Linked DNA regions of Drosophila melanogaster: regions 1 and 3 are each linked to region 2. The links are chromatin contacts, called in public Hi-C maps. All regions are on one chromosome and are shown on one strand. The core of a region is the stretch at or near the end of the contact, and the rest is flanking DNA. Distances in the headings are between cores, read along the strand shown.

The links. Hi-C and Micro-C count contacts between places; a contact is called where the count stands out from the background.
Region 1: a contact with region 2 is called in a Hi-C map of the Kc167 cell line, with 3 times the contacts expected there. The contact joins the promoter of Usp16-45 here to the promoter of su(sable) in region 2. A contact is called at or near these places in 5 of 107 Hi-C or Micro-C datasets (the Kc167 cell line, the S2 cell line, embryo and 1 more).
Region 3: a contact with region 2 is called in a Hi-C map of the Kc167 cell line, with 3 times the contacts expected there. The contact joins the promoter of CG4041 here to the promoter of su(sable) in region 2. A contact is called at or near these places in 6 of 107 Hi-C or Micro-C datasets (the Kc167 cell line, embryo, larval brain and 1 more).

Annotation. Positions count from the first base shown.
Region 1 is chrX:5,419,814-5,423,745 of dm6, reverse strand. It overlaps Usp16-45 (Ubiquitin specific protease 16/45), which reads right to left and starts at 2,213. Exons shown (of 5, transcript NM_167037.2): 1 at 2,079-2,213; 2 at 729-1,166; 3 at 1-627. The coding sequence starts at 1,124. spoon (spoonbill) reads left to right here and starts at 3,410. Exons shown (of 5, transcript NM_167034.2): 1 at 3,410-3,552. The coding sequence starts at 3,508.
Region 2 is chrX:634,513-638,640 of dm6, reverse strand. su(sable) (suppressor of sable) reads right to left here and starts at 2,751. Exons shown (of 6, transcript NM_057406.4): 1 at 2,362-2,751; 2 at 1-308. The coding sequence starts at 194. It overlaps Dredd (Death related ced-3/Nedd2-like caspase), which reads left to right and starts at 3,096. Exons shown (of 5, transcript NM_057903.4): 1 at 3,096-3,247; 2 at 3,352-4,077. The coding sequence starts at 3,158.
Region 3 is chrX:4,916,022-4,919,778 of dm6, reverse strand. It overlaps CG4041, which reads left to right and starts at 1,332. Exons shown (of 6, transcript NM_131969.5): 1 at 1,332-1,658; 2 at 1,858-3,234; 3 at 3,288-3,494; 4 at 3,565-3,757. The coding sequence starts at 1,457. Hgsnat (Heparan-alpha-glucosaminide N-acetyltransferase) reads right to left here and starts at 1,049. Exons shown (of 6, transcript NM_131970.1): 1 at 439-1,049; 2 at 186-325. The coding sequence starts at 582.

The DNA.
Region 1 (3,932 bases), core at 964-3,463, 4.8 Mb before region 2:
TCCGGGCTCCGACAGTTCTTTCAGTACGCTAAGTAGGAACGGCGTCTGGGCGAGGCACTGCATCACCGCATTAAAGAAGCATGTATTGCCCAGGTTGGTCAATCCTCGCACGCGGGGCAGGCGTTCATTTTCGATGCGCGGCGTCTCTAGGGTCAGGAGTCGTTTGTTCCCAGTGTTGCCATTGGTGGTGGCCGAGTACTGGTCAATTCTCTTTGCCATACCCGGCACACTGGTCAGCGAGTCTGAGGTCGAAAGTCCGGAGCTAGGCTCTGGTGGTGGCATCGGTATGGCCACCTGCCTATTTCGAGATGAACCGACCCCGCCCCCGCCACCGGCCGCCGCCAGAGACCCTCTACTGCTGGAGTCGTCAAATGATCCGCCAGTCATTGGCACTATTGGTGTGAGATGCTCCAGCGCGGCTTTAAGCTTCTCCTCGATGTAGCTAATCGTTGGCGTACTGGGCGTAACCGTGCTAGTGGGCGGCTTCTGGGCCAATTTCTTGACCAGCTCCACGCACTCAAGCAGGTTTTTGCGCAGATTGGAGCAGATCTTCATGTCGCACTCATAGCACCAGATGTCGAAGGAGCGCGTATTCATGGCCAGGGCATGTGAGTCCGAATGAGGTGTCTGGAACACACAGAACGATTACAGCTTCTACCATATGGAATATCAATGTAAAACGAGAATGTCGTTTGCAACTGGCTTAAGTGAACTAGATCCCTGCTCACCTGGTAGTGTTCTAAGGCGTGCTTGTGGCGTGCCCTCCCGCACAGCTGGCTGCCGCACTTGAGGCACAGCCACAGGGTGTTGTCAAATTCGAAGGTGACCGGATTTCCGCCAGGACCGACAGCTCCTTCACTCGCTCCCGCTCCCGCAGCGCTGCCCGCTGTCTTGCCCAGCTTCTGACATTGGCTGCACTCGTAGAGTAGACCCGTGGACTTCAGTAGACGCCTTAGTCGGGCCGCGTCCACCGCCTTCTTGATGTGCTGGCAGCTGGCGGTGGTGGGGGTGGCGCCATCCGACTGACCGGGCGAGCCGAGTCCTTTTCGATGATGCAGATCCTCATTGCCGGAATCCGTTGAGCAATCGTGGTCGCGACTGTCCGCCTGACGCTTCTTTACCATGGCAAGGTAGCTGCTTGGCCTTGGCCTCCTTGTGGGCGCGCTCTGGAAGGAATATGTAGCGTTCCAATCACAGATTCAAATCTTCGAATTGCTTCGAATGCAATCGTTATAGTCACAACCCTGCTGCTGCTCTTCCGATTCGGCTATCGATGTGTATAACTGGCAACGGGATTGAATTCGATTGGAACTCGCACCGACAGACTGACCCTATTGGCTTTGTTTGCTTTGTTGTCTTTCGTCACGTTTGGAACTGTGACCCAGGATTTGAGGTTAAGTTCGTCGCCCCGCTGCCAGCCAGCGAAATTGAGTGCCCCCGCTGTTTGACCACCCAAACATACATACATATATGTATTACCCTTTTTGCGATGATTTCTCGAAAATCCAAAGGACCCCGAACTCATACACGCACCCAACCAATCAAGCCCATACGCACGCACACATAGACACGAACTGTGATTACCCCCACACACATGCACAACAGGATCTGAGTAGTACCTTGAATTTACTCGCTGCGATATGCGTTGCACGTAAGCACACAACATATATGTTTTACAGCACTTTTATGCACTTTTTTTTATTCGTATATGCGTAAATAGAAAACGTGAACGACGTGACCAAGTGTGACCGTTGCTTATTTGGGTCGCAACTCCCGCGTGTGGTCAATTTCAAATTTTTAGGCTGTTGCTTCACCTCTCTGTTCGATGGCTTCCTCTTCTTCTGACCGCAATGGTATTCAAGTTTGGAACAACAACAATGTGCAAGTTCAAAGTCAGAAAATGACAAATAACCGAAAGGCACACAAAAAACAATCCTAAACATGTTTGCTTGCATGCCGAGACACGCACATACATCAATATTCATGTATAAACAAGCTTACAGTGTAGGAAATATAAAAAATTACAAAACTAGAACTGTGATTACCCACACACATGCACAACAAGATCTGCCTACTACCTTAAATTTACTCGCTGCGATATGTGTAGCACATGAGCACACAACATATATGTTTTATAGCACTTTTAGGCGCTTTTTATTCGTTTATGCGTAAATAGAAAACGTGAACGACGTGACCAAGTGTGACCGTTGCTTATTTTCGTCGCAAATCTCGCGTGTGGTCAATTTGAACCGTTGTCAGAAACTATAGGGTCTCGAAACATGTGCAAATAATTCATTTATATCATTCAACTTATGCTGCAAATAATTGCTATTATTATTATTTTAATTAATTATCCACACTGCTTATGTTCTTCGCTCAAACAGGAGGTAATTAAATCATTGAAGGGATTTCAAAAATCTATGTATGCATTCACTACTAACTAGCTTGGTCTTTTTTTTATTTTGCGCCGCTTTATAAATTTAAAAAAATATCATTTGGAATTACACACATCACTGTGTTAAATTAAAAAGAAGATTTTTAGTGATTGTTTTCTTTGAGATATTGAAGTCGCTATCTGCTCCTATATAAATATTATTTCGAAATTATCGATTTATAGTGCGCTATACTGACAAAAAATAGGCTGAAATTCGCATGAACAAGCATATTGTGGTAAGACAAAATGAAATCAGAACTTCCCAAGAACTACGTTGGAAAATTACAAATGCCCAAAAGTATTGCTCCACAAAATATCGTAACGAAATATCGCGAAATTTGCAACACTTTTGTGCACATTCGGTGGCAACGCCGCCTAAGAAAATACCTATTGCCCCAATCGATACCTATCGATGAGCGTGGGCAGCCCTGTTTGTGCATGTGCTGCCATTCGATTTGATAACCAGCACTCCGTGCACACGTTTTTCGGCTTTCTAGAAATAATTGGGCTGCGATTCAAACTGTGAAGTGATTTTTTCTATATTTTTTTTTTGTGTGCACAAAGGCTCTTGTAATTCGAGGATTTGGCCATCGCGAGTGCGGGTGATTAAGCAGGCAGCTCCGATTGCCAGAGTTTTGCGGATGCATGGCAACACTGCCGCACGCCGGCCATGTTATTGTGATTTGTAAAAGGTGGAACGTAGACACGTGTTTAATTCGTGCAGCACTTTAGCGTTGAGAAAACGACAGTAAATCGCCAGCAAATAAGCAAAAACAATACACAACTCGCGTGTGCAGTAGATAGCTTTGAAAGCACCCAAAGATAGTGAGCAAAATAAGTTACCCAAGCGGTTCACAAAGGTAAGAAATCGCAGCACGCGGAACATAACCTAGTACAAAAAAAGTGCGTGTGTGTGTTTGCCAAAACAGAGAGATGTGACGGAAAATGGTGTCATGTTCTGTTCTGTGTGGATTTGTTCCAATGTCCGTGTCTTGAGCTCTATTCGCACCTCTTTCCCGGTACCATAGCCAACGTTTTAACTACCTTTTTTTTGTCAACTTTTTGTTAAGTGTATGACTCTGCCTTGCCGCTGTTGTTGTTGTTCCGGCAAAGTGACAGTAAGTGGTTATGGAAAAAATTTGGAGTTCAATTCGGCGATTACACAATGACAGCACTCACACACACACACACCCACAATCGCACGCATACACATGCCGAGCATAAGTGCGTCTGTGTGTGTTACAGCTTTCACCGTTAATGTTCGGTTTTTTTACGCCTGAAAGAGAACAAAGGCGAAAAGGAGCTGCCACTCCCACAAAGAAAACATTGCGTCTATGCATACATACATATGTATACACATATAAAGTAGTATATCCCCCGATTATACAATCCCCGCCCATTTTTGGCCACCATATGATCGGAAACCACGTTGCCAAGATTATAACAATGTGGACTTTTTCGGCTAGCTGGCAATGTTGTTGCACCTGATTTGTTGTTG
Region 2 (4,128 bases), core at 1,502-4,001:
ACGACATCTTCGTCGTCATTTTGGTTCTTAGCCTCGACACCCACAAACTGCACATCGTCGTCCCCTACGAAAGTCTTCTTTTGGACTTGGATTTTTGAAGATTGCTGCTCGTCCTCCTCATCGTCGTCGATCTCGCCGTCCTCTAAATCCTCCTCCAAGTCAATTAAGGGTTCATCCGCTAAAGCGACAGACATTATCGATTTGGCAGCTAATCTCTCACAGGATGAGATTGGAATAATTGGTGCCCTTAAAAAAAGTGGCCTCCCTCTTCTGTTGCTGCACTCTTAAGTGTTTGGTATTTGGAAAAGCTGTTGATAAGGGATCGGATTTTGAATACCATATATGGATGCATAAATATGTTTTAAGGTCAAATTCCCAATCTAATCATATATAAGGACGTCTTATAATTTGTCTTAACGTCCAATTACAATATAAAATGGTATCTTAAAATAAAGCAACTGCTAGTATTAACTAAAAAGGTGGAATGTACCATAATACGCTTCTAAGTGAATAAAAACGAATTAATAAATGTAGTTTAATGCCCCTTATTCTTTTTTTCCAAAATCATTCGGGGATTATTTGAATCACCCCATTGGCGGTCAAAATTTTGAACACAAATGAAAGGAATTGGTTAACACTAAAATCAAGCGTTGCTTGAATAAATGCTACATTAATGTTTTTGAGGTAAATACAATATAAAATGGCTGGTATCACAAATGACTACGGATTCAGAAGGCACGTCCAAGTACTAGCGACAGAAACTATTGACTTAAGATAGACCACCCGGATCATACGATCCTGATGCATTCAGTCAGAGTCACTTTGTAGCGTGGGCAGCATGGCTGCGATGAATGTTTTGGGCACCCTTCCTTATCTCAGCACTCGGAAAGTTTGAGCACTTTTCGCTGACAATGGTTGGATTGCTCTTTGTTGGTTGGTTTAAGTGGGATCGGATCGCTTAGGTTTAGCCTGGCACTTAGCTAGTTCCAAAGTGCAGCAACAAAATAATAAGCAAATCAGTTTGATGAATTAAAGGGTATGGGTCCTGGACATGCTTCCAGTATAAAATAAAAGTGATCAACAAAGTTGCGCTAGCACATTTGTTGTGTGGAGAGAACGAGAAAGGAAAATACACTTTTTACAATTGGCTTAACATAAAGATTCAGTTATACGTAGTTTTGGACAGCGAAACAAATTCCAGAATCCGAAAAGCGAAAGTCGAAAGCAACGGAGTGGCTTTCCATTGAGCCTAGGAACAATGGGGAAGTCGTAGGCGTTTGCCTTTATTATTGTGCGTAAGCGGAGTGAACCGTTATGAGCCACACGCGCATATGTACATGTGTATGTAAATGCTCGTAGCATTGTACATATGGCGCGGATGCGTGTATATATTTGGATGTAGCTGATGGACGGAATCATTGCGATTGATGAAAATAACAAAATCCAATGCGTCTCACACACGTGCATATAGAGCGCGTGTTTAGTTCTGACTCGCGATTGCCAAGCATGTCGACTCGCTCGCACACTCATGATCTAAGCAGGGCATACACACACACAGCCGAGGCGTGCAGTGCGAGTGCGCGTGTGTGTGTCGACTGCGAGGCAAAATGTTTTTGTCTTTGTTTATACATACATACATATATTTTACAGCGACTTCAAAGCGAATTTGAATATAATTGTTACACTTGAGGTGAAAGTTTTTGTTTGGTTTTCGGTACGATTTGTTTGAATGCTCTGTAAATGGAAGGCGTTCATGCGTGTGGCTTCCCTGCTGCGCAGTTTCCACTTGCATATGTACGTACATACGAACAGCAAAAGAAAAGCACGCAATTTATCTTTTTGTTTGGCTGGCGTTCCAAAATCAAGTGTATGCAATTTAAAAAATTTGCACCATCTGTCCCTTTCTAGCACCCACGTACGTGGGCGTGGGGAGACATGGCCCCGAGAAACATACATACATACATGCATACGCACACATGCATATGCATTGAAGTACATACAAAAATCTGGGAACTACTTATGCCATACAAACATTTCATTTGTTCGATCTTACTCTCTTAGCGTGACTGCTTTATGCTTTTTTGTGGAACATTAACAACTTTTCGGTATTTGTTATAACATTGCTGTTCGGTTTTCGGTTTATAGATGGGATTTTGTTGGTTCGTTGTTTTGCATTTCGCATTTTGCTTTTCGGATTTTCTGCTTTAGTGTTTTGTTTGCGTCGCTGCTTACATAATGTGGAAGTGGTACAGTAGGTGGATAAATATATACATATATATAGAGGCATACATGTATGGGATATAGCAGTGGCCTCACATAGATGTGTATATACATGCATATGTATATATATGTTTGACATACATCTGACTTATACGTATTTGATGACGAAGTGGTTGTGAGGTACATAGATAGGTACGAGACAAATCGTCGAATTTTTCGCCAGTTTTCGTAAATCGAATAGCGGCTTTAGTTTTTTCTTCTGATACTATATGTATGTACAGATTTATATATATGTGCGTGAGGCAAGCGCGCGCTCTCGCTCGCACCCGCTTGTAGCTTGCTTTCGCCCTCTTTCTCTGCCTGAGGGCCCCGTATCTCAGTATCTGTCCCTTTCTCTCTGTCTGTCTCTGTTACGCTCATGGACAGAATACAATATACAAAAACATTAAATTAATAAAACTTTTCGTCCAAAACATAATATTCAGGAGTTGTGTTGTTAACAGTTCAACAGATCGACTTAAACGAACTAGAGGTGTGGAAACATAAAAATACCAGTACATCGATATTTTTCGCAAAGAACATATCGTCGTGTTGGATGATATTAGTTAATCGATGTTTTTACCTAGTATATTTGGTATTTCCCCAAAAACCGTGAACGCAAGCTTACTTTTAAAGCTAAAGGCTCGCTGGCTGCGACATTTTTAAATATTAACCGATTGTTGAACCGGTTGTTAAACTTCTATATCAAAAAACTACATCATCTGTTTCTTAAGTATAATTAATAGGTAGCACCCCGATCTTTCGCTATTGCAGAAAACATATCCATTTATCGATATCGATCGGTGGAAGCTCTTCAGGCCACGGCTATCGGATGTCAGCGAGTGCAATTTATCGGCCATTTCCTAAAGTGAAACATTTTTGTATATTCCCGATCGCCATGGCCGGATCAAACCTGTTGATTCATCTAGACACCATCGATCAGAACGATCTGATCTACGTGGAACGTGACATGAACTTTGCCCAAAAGGTATGGCACCTCCCTGGGAGGACTTTTCGAATATGACTCAAATGTTTTACACATCCGCTAGACCAAAGTGTTAATTAAACAGTAGAACCTTCGTTTTCTTCTAGGTGGGCCTCTGCTTTCTGCTTTATGGCGACGACCACTCGGATGCCACCTACATTCTGCAGAAACTTTTGGCCATGACACGATCAGACTTCCCGCAAAGTGATCTACTCATAAAGTTCGCCAAGTCCCGGCCAGAAACCTGGAGAAGACATCTCGTGGAGGCCCTGTGCATTATTGGGGCCCGCAAGGTGCTCCGGAGACTGGGTTTCTGCTGGCAGGAGCTGCGAATGCACTACTTGCCGCATATCGCTGGGATCACGCTGCATGTCCATCCTCTGTTGAAGAGCCTCTACAGGATGTGTGAGGAGTTGTCGTTGGTGCAGAGTGGCCGCTTGCTCCTAGATGTTCGCGAAAAGGTGGAGAGCCAGCAGGCAGGAGATCCACTTCGCTTCTACGATCCCGCGTACCTGGAGATCTTTTTGCTGGACTGGCTGACCAGAAGGAGCATAAAGTTAGGGGACATAAATGCCGCAGGCAGCGATGTTCAGCTGCTGGTCGGCCATTTGAAGTCCAACGGTCTGCAGGCGCAAGCAAATTTGCTCAAAGACACCATCATTAGTAACGCTCCGGAGCCAGATGCGGCTGGCACTGCTGCGATGGCAGTCAAGCAAGAGATTGAATCGGATAACCAGCAGTCGTACTGTTCCACACAAATAGATGCTCTTAAGTTGACCCGGGAGAACGCAGGAATCGCCTTGATTATCAACCAGCAGAAGTTTCACCGGAATGTTAGCAGGGATAATATGGTTTCATCTCTGCAATATTGAGTAACAAAAAGA
Region 3 (3,757 bases), core at 83-2,582, 4.3 Mb before region 2:
CAGTGGCCATCGCCTATAGCCCACTTGGTCACAATAAACCATTCTAATCATTACAAGATTCTTGAGAGAAGTATTGTAGATTTACTCAAAGAAGTGCTAGCGTTCAACCTCAGCGTGTGACCACTGTACCTTGTGACTCCGCGCCATTCTAAGCGAGTGCCCACTGTACGTTGAGTGATACTCACACATTGTCGTAGGCATAGTGACCCTGATCGAGGTCGAATATTTTGAAATTCAGCGAATATGCCGAACTCAAACGTAACGGTTCAACGACGACGGCAGCGACGTCGGCAGCGGGCAGAGCTTTCACTTTGGTATACGGACACTGCGAATTGAAAACGGCAAAGAATACAATTAAAATCGAATTCACTGATGGCCACCCAATTGAAAGGGAAACCGATTGCGCGATGTGATTACATGGGGCCATCAATTTATTACCGTGTAGCATTCGTCGGACAGTGAGTACAGATGGGTCTGGCTGCTGAACTCCGAGCGCAGGTACAGGTAAAACTCGTCAACGGATAGCGCGCGCATATCCAGGTGGCGCCACTTCGGCTCCGTATATTCCACAAAAAGCGACATTTTTCGGTGATTTGCGTTCTTGTCGCGCTTCTCATTCACAAAGTTGCAGTTTGCAAAGTTGCAACTGCAATTGCCAAATAGCCAAATTGCATTCAACAGTTACTTACGACACAGACACAAACAAACTTGCATTTAAACGCGACGAGCGTCTGGATTGGACTAAACTAAATTTTGCACCATCTGAGGAGCGTTTTTCGAATCGTATCGCCAGCAAATAACAAAACAATTTCGAGTGCGCAATAAAAACAAAACCGCTATGCCAATAGCAACAACAAACGGAAGCAACAACAAGGCGACAACAAAACAAGCGATAGGCGATAACTAGCAATTGGTGTTGCAAACCGAGCGAAGAGGCTTCCCTACTGCCGTTGCGCAGAGCTGCCAGATGTTTCGTTTTTAGCTTTCTAATAATTTGTAATGTAACTATGTAAAGATATACAAAAAGTAGATATAGATAGATAGATATAACATTGCCTACTTCGTAATTAATGTAAACACGTTTCATCATACCTCGAACAAATTCCCAATAAGAGTTAAACAGCAAATGTAAATTCTGGCAGCGCCTCGCGGCTAAGCGCTCTCAACTGTTGCTCTGTTTATGGAAAAAAAAAAACTATAAACTTTAGACTTATAGATGGCGTATGAGTACCACCCTAATTGTGAATTTACCATACGTATATTTCGCTTAAACTTGTGCGCTTTTGCTAGCATCAGCCAACAAATTGAGGGCGTTGCACTCGCCGAAGTCTGGCAACGTGAACAGCTGTTTTTGCATTCCGCTCGCAAAAAAAAAAGAAAAAAAAATATTAAATTGTTGCTGATGCTGGCGTGAAGTCCAAGGAAATCGCTGTGATTTGCAAATCGCATCGAGATCATGGGCACGCGGGAGCGCGAAAGGGAGTGCCGCCTGTGCGCGGTCACCTTCTTCGCGAAACTGCATCCCGGCGACGTGTGCGGCAGCAACGGCCTGCCCCTAACGCCCAACTCGATTGCGATCCTGGGGCGTGCCCAGAAACTGAAGGAGCTGCAGGACGAGCACCTGTGCCAGTACCTGGATGTGATCCGCGGCAAACACGGTGGGTAGCCAGCGCCCAGGAAGCCAAGCAACCGGTCTAATCCGGCGAGAATCCGGAAACACCCACTATTACATCTCGTTTCCCCACAAAACTCCCATTAATTCCACACGTGCCAAGATTACAGATTCATCTACGGATAACACTCACTAATTCCACGACTGCCACGACTCACTTCTAACGCGAAACCCCTTCATTTCAGAGCGCACCATTGTGGTTTCGGAGTATCTGGGACTCTCACTGGAGGACTACGCCATGCGTCATCCACCGCTGGCCATTGCCCAGATACTGAGAATCTTCTACCAGGTGGCGTGCGGCATCAATGTGCTGAGTCGACACCATCTGGTGGCCCACAACGTGGAGCCCAAGCACATTCTACTCTCCAGCGATGGGCAGCGGGTGAAGCTCTTCAACTACGGGCTGCATCACATGACCAAGGGCGGTGCCTATGTGCCCTTTCCCATTGGCAACATTCGCTACATGGCACCCGAACGACTGCTCGGTCTGAATGGCAATGTGAAGAGCGACGTTTGGTCGCTGGCCCTGGTAATGGTGGAGCTAATATTGCAGATCGAGCTGTGGCCGAAGCTCAAGCTCTCGAATGTGGTTAGAAAGATCCTGGCCTTTGGCAAGAGCAACGGGGCGTTGGAGAAGATTGCGCGAGAGCACCAGTGTCACGAGCGCTATGTGCAGATGGATCAGCGCCTGCGACAGCTGCTGGAGAGCTGTTTAAGTGTACTGCCCAAGAGGAGACCACTGCCAGGTGAGCTCTTGGAACATCCCATTTTCGAGGAAGTCCTATTGGATTTGAAGAAACAGAAGATGCAGCCACTGAGCCCAGAAACCGAACATTTACCGCTGCTGCTGCGATGTCCCTTGTCGCAGATCTACCACCTGTGGCAACTGGCCGGCGGAGATGTGCAGGCGGAGCTGAAAAAGGAGGGCCTCATCCGGAGTGAGGCACCCATTTTGGGTCTGCCACAAATCGTTCGCCTGAGCGGCGCCAGCGTTTGTCCCGGCCGAAGCCAGGCGCAGCTGATGGACGATCGCGTGGTGCCGCTGCGCCTGAAGGCGCTGCTCCAGCGACTGAGTGGCCTGCCGGCCGCAGTCTACTTTCCCCTGCTCCACTCGCCGCGTTTTCCCGCCCACTTTGCCCGCGAATTGCAGGAACTGCCGCTGGTGATCCGCGAAAAGGACATCGAGTATCAGTTTCAGCGCGTGCGACTTTTTGCGCGCCTGCTCCAGGGCTATCCGCATACGGCGGAGCAGCTGCAGCGCGAGGCAGCCGTGGATGTGCCGCCGCTACTGAGGGGTCCCATTTGGGCCGCCCTGCTGGAGGTTGTGCCCAATGGCAGTTACGCGAAGATCGACAAGTTTACGTCTACGAGCACGGATCGGCAGATCGAGGTGGATATACCGCGCTGCCATCAGTACGATGAGCTGCTCTCCTCGCCGGATGGCCACCGCAAGCTGAGGCGGCTGCTCAAGGCCTGGGTCACCGCCCATCCGCAGTACGTCTACTGGCAGGGACTGGACTCACTGACGGCACCGTTTCTCTATCTCAACTTTAACAATGAAGGTGAGCAGGGATTTCCATAGGTATCTCTGTTGTAACGCTTTACCCGCCCATAGAGTTGGCCTTCCTCAGCTTGTTCAAGTTCATTCCAAAGTATCTGCAATGGTTCTTTCTCAAGGATAATTCGGCGGTGATCAAGGAGTACCTGAGCAAGTTCTCCCAGCTGACTGCCTTCCATGAGCCGCTTCTCGCTCAGCATTTGGCCAGCATTAGCTTTATACCCGAGTTGTTTGCCATCCCGTGGTTCCTAACCATGTTCTCGCGTAAGTTGCTGTCTGCACCACTGATAGATAGTTTGAATAGATCGAATACCCACTCTCCATTTTCTTGCAGATGTATTCCCGCTGCACAAGATCCTGCATTTGTGGGATAAACTCATGCTGGGCGATAGTTCGTATCCGCTGTTCATTGGCATCGCCATATTGCGCCAGCTGAGAAGCACGCTGCTCACCTCCGGTTTCAACGAGTGCATCCTGCTCTTCTCCGACCTGCCCGATATCGTGATGGATGGCTGTGTGCTGGAGTC